Linked DNA regions of Mus musculus: region 1 is linked to region 2. Evidence: chromatin contacts called from public promoter capture Hi-C data. All regions are on one chromosome and are shown on one strand. The core of a region is the stretch at or near the end of the contact, and the rest is flanking DNA. Distances in the headings are between cores, read along the strand shown.

The links. Promoter capture Hi-C pulls out the DNA fragments that hold promoters and counts their contacts.
Region 1: a contact with region 2 is called in a promoter capture Hi-C map of cranial neural crest. The contact joins the promoter of Wdr34 here to the promoter of Rpl7a in region 2.

Annotation. Positions count from the first base shown.
Region 1 is chr2:30,047,185-30,050,422 of GRCm38.p6, forward strand. Wdr34 (WD repeat domain 34) reads right to left here and starts at 1,695. Exons shown (of 9, transcript NM_001008498.2): 1 at 1,500-1,695. The coding sequence starts at 1,685.
Region 2 is chr2:26,909,308-26,912,969 of GRCm38.p6, forward strand. It overlaps Rpl7a (ribosomal protein L7A), which reads left to right and starts at 1,500. Exons shown (of 8, transcript NM_013721.3): 1 at 1,500-1,523; 2 at 1,699-1,819; 3 at 2,115-2,264; 4 at 2,712-2,852; 5 at 3,059-3,138; 6 at 3,364-3,494. The coding sequence starts at 1,521. Med22 (mediator complex subunit 22) reads right to left here and starts at 1,335. Exons shown (of 4, transcript NM_001033908.1): 1 at 986-1,335. The coding sequence starts at 1,108. It overlaps Gm23969 (a small nucleolar RNA gene), which reads left to right and starts at 1,954; the gene lies at 1,954-2,027. It overlaps LOC115489587 (a small nucleolar RNA gene), which reads left to right and starts at 2,911; the gene lies at 2,911-2,984. It also overlaps LOC115489586 and LOC115489588.

The sequences.
Region 1 (3,238 bases), core at 445-2,944, 3.1 Mb after region 2:
CAGTCAGGAGTCTTCCAAACTCTATCTCCTCAGCAAGCAAGAGCTGTTTAGAGCACCCTGCTAGGCCAGGACACAAATCACGGGCTTGCTGCAAGGACACAGTGTACTCTAACATGGTCACGCTTCTTGCTTTCCACGGCAAGGGCTTCCACGTCCCAGGGCACGGAGAAGGGCCTGGAACACAGAGCAGATCAGGGCATAAGACCATAGGCCCACAAGGCTCAAGACAAGACTGCAGGCACCACTGGGGCTTGGGTTGGAGGCAGACTGGTCAACAGCAGTCTTCGTTTGTGAGTTCTTCAAGACTTTACTTGACCTGTCTCTACTTACCCATTTTGGCCTAACCTGGGACCACTCTCCCTTTTCCTCAAGGATTCTCCAGCCCCTTCCAACACCTCAAACAAATGTGCTGACCCCAGCTCCAGAGTCGGCCAGTGCTCACGCTTGATCTGGTCTTCTCAAATGCCACTCAACATCCATTTTTCCAACAGTTCCTCAGCCCTGCTCTGTCGGTAACATGACACACCGATGTGGCATTACAGTACATTGTCTACATACATGGCTTACTGTAATCCTTGCAACCACCGGGAAAGCAGCTATCTCCAGGTTCCCTGCTGATGAATCCCTAACACACCAGTTGGTCAGCATCAGGCCTCCGTTATCTCATTATTTGTATGTTTTTGGGTTACACTAGAAAACCATAGCAGGGCAGTGGTGAGAGAGGCCTTTAATTCCAGCAATCTCTGAGTTCAAGGCCAGCCTAGTTTCCAGAGCAAGTTTCAAGACATCCAGGGCACACAGTGAAACTCATGTCTCACAAAAACAAAAGCAAACAAACAAACAAAAGAACAACAACAAAGGAACATAGAAAACCGTTCAAGCTAGCCCTCAAGGTATCTGACCATTTCAAACACCAATAATGTCAAGTTGAAATGCCTAAAAACTGCTATTCACAAAAAAAAAAAAAAAAAAAAAAACTTCCAAAAATGGCTCAGCTGGTAAGGGCACTTAGCCAAGCATGACACCCTGAGTTGGATTCCCAGGCCCCTCGTGGTGCAAAGAAATAACAACCTTGTGTAAAGTTCTCCTCTGACCTCCACAGGCGCTGTGACACGTGCACGATCCACCATGTAAATTAACTACATGTCATTTAACGACAGCATGGGACCCCTAAGAGTTCTGTTGTCCTGGTTTGCTTTTGTTGTTGTTTGTTTTCGTTGGTTGGTTTCTTTCTCCTCAGAGACCGAAAAAAAGGCTAACGCGAAAGCATCTGTGAGTTTTTTCATTAAAACATGAAAACACGCGGACCAGTGGTGGCGCACGCCTTTCGTCCCAGCACTTGGGAGGCAGAGGCAGGCGGATCTCTGAGTTCCAGGACAGCTAGGGATGGATACTCAGAGAAACCCTGTCTCGAAAAAACAAAAACAAAAAAGCCGTGAAAACACAACGCTGCGCCAGGCCTTCCCGCCCGCGCTGCCATAGCGGGCCCGCGCCCTCACCGTCTCCCCGCGGATCCCCTGGACGCTCCTCCACTGCGAGGGCACGGACGCCACGCCCAGGGTCTCATCCTGAAGAGGCGCAGGCCGCCCTCGCCGTTCGGCGCCGCCAGCCCCGCCAGCAGCCAGGGCAGCAGCTCCAGCGCTTCCAACGCGCCGAAAAGGCCTGGGCGACGCGCACATTGCCATGGCGACGGTCCCGCCCTCTCGCGCCTGCGCCCTGGAACGTGACCTTAGCGGGTTCGCCCCCCACAAACGGAAGTCCGACGAGAGGAAGTGAAGCTGTGGGCGCCGTTTTTGAACTGGTTACAGCATCGTCTTTAAGGCCCAGAAGAAAAATAATGAAAATGTTTATCAGCCAATACAACAAAACCGCAGCGATTTGGGATTGCCCTATGCCCAGAGGCCATTTGGGGGTCCGGAACAGCTCTTCGTGGTATAAGGAAAAGAGCGGAAGTGAGGCGTGGGCTCCAGGTTCAAAGATGGCGCTGAGCGGCCGGGCGCAGAGGCAGGACCGCCGCAGGCCTAGTGGGCCATGCTGGTCCGGAGAACCGGCCGGGCTGGAAGCAGCCGACTACTCCAGAACTGTACTTTGCGCCATTTGAGTTGGCATCATTTCCAATGAATGGAATGAAATAGATCATACACAGATCGAACGTGGGATTGAATGGATGGGAGGCCTAATAATAAATTTACATAAACAATAAAATAAAATGCTTGTTAAATTAAAATTCGAGACTAACCACAGGAGAAGTTGATCTCAATGATAGATGGCCCCAGGTTCAGTCCTCAACACACACGAAATGTTAACTACAAGTTAGTGCGTGCCTATAGTGTGTCAAGCCAAGCACCCAAAGGCTTATGTTTGTTTGGGTTTTTTTGTTTGTTTCTTTTGTTTTTCGAGACAGGGTTTGTCGGTATAGCCCTGGCTGTCCTGGAACTCACTTTGTAGATCAGGCTGGCCTTGAACTCAGAAATCCGCCTGCCTCTGCCTCCCGAGTGCTGGGATTAATTAAACGCGTGCGCCACCACTGCCGGCAGAGGCTTAGAAATGAGTGTTTATCTTATTAAATCCTTAGCCTTCCGTGTGCTTGCTTGTTAGTTAGCTGGTTTGCTTTTTGAAGTGCTGGGGTTGAACCCCGGGCTTTCTGCATGCCAGCTCCTATGTTCTACCAATGAACTACCCCTATAGCTCAATTGTTATTACTCCTGTGCCTCTTACAGTCAGATATGGAATCGTCCAAAGTCACCCAGTAAGATCTTACAGGTGGCTTGCCTGATCCCCCAAACCAAGCCTGGAGCCTCTAGACAACCATCTGCTAGTTTAGGCCTCTGGGTCTATTTCCTCTTTTCTGAGACTAGGAAGCCTGCCGTGGTCCTGTTCTCAGTGCACCACCCAGGGACAGGATGCCCCTCAGCAGAGCAGCCAAGGCCAGGAAGGCCGATTAGATTAGCAGCACTGGGAGGGATAATAAAAAGCCATAGAAAAGTCTTCCTAACAAGGACTGCTTTGCAAACATCACCAAGGATTCCAAAAATCATACTCAGAGCTCAAAGATTAAGAACACTGGCTGCTTGCTTTTCCAAGACACTCAGGTTCACTTCCCAGGACCCTCGTGGCAGCTAATAACTGTCTGCAAGTCCAGTTCCAGGGAGATTTGACACTCTTTCCGGCCTCTGAAAGCCCTAGACATGCACTTGACGTGCAGTCACACATGCAGGCAAAACATCCATAAACATAA
Region 2 (3,662 bases), core at 250-2,749:
GTGACAGTTTATAAGAAATAAAGGGCTAGAGAGATGGTACATTCAGTTCGATTCCCAGCAACCACAAGGTGGGTCACAACCAGCTGCCATAGGATCTGATGCCCTCCCTCTTCTGTCTGATGTTCTCTTCTGTCTTGCAGGTATAGATGCAAATAGAGTCCTCATATACATTAAATAAATCAATCTTTTAAAAAGACATTGACTTATTTAATGTATATGAGTTCACTGTTGCTGTCTTCAGACACACCAGAAGAGGGCATCAGATCTCATTACAGATGGTTGTGAGCCACCATGTGGTTGTTGGGAATTGAGCTCAGGACCTCTAGAAGGGCAGTCAGTACTCTTAACTGAGCCATTTCTCCAGTCCTTAAATAAATAAATCTTAAAAAGAAAGAAAAGATGTTCAATAAAGGATTAAAAAGACAAACTTTCTGATCTCTGAGTTTAAGCTTACAGGTGGACCAGCTGGAGCCTAACACAGACCTCAGTGGGCTTGAGGCTTCTCAGAAATTATTTAAATAGAACAGCATTTCTCAACCTGTGGATTGCCTTTCACAGGGGCTGCCTAAGACCATCGGAAAACACTGGCATTTACGACTCAAAGGGTAACAACAGTTCTGTAGTTGCAACAAAAATAATTTTATGGCTGGAGGTCACCACAACATGAGGGTTGTGGTGTTTAAGGGTTAAACTCACCAGTCATCACAAGAATCTATGGCAAGGGTAAACCTCAGCCCAGGTGGCTAGTGCTCAGTAACTAACGTAGAGCCCTGGCAAACGGGCCAGAGTTCTCCTCTCTGCTCTGTGCTTGTCACTATTTGGCTCTTCTATTTATCTGCTGTCCCATTACTTTTAACGCCTCTTCACTCCTACCCGCACCGGTCAGGTGAGTCACATTCCCTCTGCTTTCCTCACCCCTGTACCCAGGCCCCAGGGAAAACCAGTCCCAGCCTTCTCCAATGGCTTCGGAACAGCTACCACACACCTTGGCGGTCTTGATGATCTCGGTGAAGTTGTCCATGATGGACTTGATGTCGTCTTTGAGCCGCTTGTTGTATGACTGCAGCAGCGTCTCCTTGCTCTGGGGAAGGGCTCTCTGCTGGGCCATGGCGGGCCCTGGACGAGAACCAGTCTGGTCCGGCCCGAACCGAGTACTGAGGGCTGGGGACCGGGATTTCCGATACAACAGCTCCGTCCACGAACACACGCCCGGCAGCAGGCCCTTACGGCGAGGGAACAAAGCACCCGCACGCTCCTTCCCGCGGCTTCCGTTCACTCCTGGCGCCTCCCGCCGCCTCTCGGAGCCTGCGGTCCGGTGCCAGGGCCCGCCCGCCTGGACGAACGCGCAGCCGCGGCCCGACACGCCCCCGCTCAGGCTCCGCCCCTCTGTCAGAGTCCGAAGTGGGTCCTTGTCGCTTTAAATCCGAAATCCCGCGAGGGCGCCTGCTCTCGCGATATCTGCGGCCACTTACTTATCCCCCACAATTCCCTCTTCTTTCTTTCTCCAGCAGCCGAGCAAGATGGTGAGTGTCTCTGGGCCCCCGCGCTATCCGCCTCCATCCGCCGCCCGTCGCCCGTCAGCGGCGTTCTCCGCCGTCCCTGTCTCCTCGGGGTCCCTCGCGGAAAGGGAGCCACAGCGACCGACTCACAGGCAATGACTCCGCTGCCCGATGGCACGGGTTTCTCTCTTCCGTACAGCCCAAAGGGAAGAAGGCCAAGGGGAAGAAGGTGGCCCCGGCCCCCGCCGTCGTCAAGAAGCAGGAGGCCAAGAAGGTGGTCAACCCTCTGTTCGAGAAGAGGCCCAAGAACTTCGGCATTGGTAAGGAGTGGCGTCGGCGTGTCACAAGGGCAAGGCGCCTTGACGGGCAATGGACTGAATGAGAGCCGGGCACCGTCCCGAGCAGCCGCCACTGCGCATGCTCGGCTGGTGTGAGAAGGGGAATGGTGGTCGTGTGCAGATGATGTGACAGAATATTTGCTATCAGATGAGTGGTGATGACACTAGAACCACCAAGATCGCTGATGCACCGACGCCCTCCTGCCCTGGGTACTGCCTCGGCTGCAGGCCGGCCCGAGGAGAGGCCTCGGTCACAGTGTCCCTCTTAACTTCCCAGGACAGGACATCCAGCCCAAAAGAGATTTAACGCGCTTCGTCAAATGGCCCCGCTACATCAGACTGCAGCGGCAAAGAGCTATCCTCTACAAGCGGCTCAAAGTCCCTCCTGCCATTAACCAGTTCACCCAGGCCCTGGACAGGCAGACAGGTGAGGTTCCGGGCCCCAGAGCCAGAAACTGGCCCCGAGTTTGCCCTTACTGCAGTGCATGGCCACACTAATACAGCTATGAAGAGAGAGGTGGAAGGGGGTCCCCAGTCCCTCCACCTGGAATGGGCGGGATTTGGTGAGGAAGCAGTTGAGGAAGGATCCCCGTGTTGACCTCCTGCCGTCTCATCAGTGTACCACAATAGGGTGGTTTTGTTGGGGGATCAGGGTCTCTAGTTGTGGAGCTCAGCATTGCTGCCTGTTTCATGAGTGCTGGTATTAATGGCATGAGCCACAGCCATTCAGGGCTAGGAGGTCAGACACAACTTTTCAATGCCAGGTTAAGTGACAGGTTAGAATTGGGCCTGGGCGTGAGATTGCTGGCCAAGTAATAGCCCCAGCGCCTTTAAAGGGATTCAGGCTTAGAGTCCAATTGAATGTGTTTTCCAGCTACTCAGCTGCTTAAGCTTGCCCACAAGTACAGGCCAGAGACAAAGCAAGAGAAGAAGCAAAGGCTACTGGCCCGTGCTGAGAAGAAAGCTGCTGGCAAAGGCGACGTCCCAACTAAGAGACCACCTGTCCTCCGAGCAGGTCAGTGCTTCCCTGCCCGTCCCCCCCACCCCCCAAAGGGAGGATGGTAAGGCAGGCTGTGCAGTGATGTGTGAATTTCTTCACCTGAAAATATTGTGAAGAGTAAATCGAGCTTTTTAACCCTGAGTCGCAGCTTAGTGGAGCTGCATTTTTGTGACTGCAGCAGCCGGAGCACACAGGCAAAGTGGTTGTGTTGTATGTTCCAGGAGTCAATACAGTCACCACCTTGGTGGAGAACAAGAAGGCTCAGCTGGTGGTGATTGCCCATGACGTAGACCCCATTGAGGTAGGTGTGAGGTTCTGTGTGGCTTCTGGAAGGTTGGGATCTCTTGCTGGGTTTGAAGAGCTGGGGAAAAGATTGGTGTGGCTCTTGCAATGATGTCAATCTTTGACTGAAGTGACCTTGAAGTGCAATTACTGAGCTTTTTAACCCTGAGCAATTGCCACAAAGTATCTGTGCAGCTAGCTGTTGCTTCTGCCAAAACAACCTACAGCTCATGTTTGCTTCTAGCTGGTGGTTTTCCTACCTGCTCTGTGTCGAAAGATGGGGGTGCCCTACTGCATCATCAAGGGAAAGGCCAGGCTGGGGCACCTGGTCCACAGGAAGACATGCACCACCGTTGCCTTCACACAGGTTAACTCGTGAGTATTTATGCGCCCACACCTTACCCTCACAGCTTTGGACCATTTGCCAGTGATGCTTAGGAATTTCTTCACCTGAATCAACTATGTGGTCACACTGTTGTCTGAGGCAAAAAGGCAGGGAGGGAAGGGTTTATTACTCCTGCTTCTTAAACAGTAACGAGACCT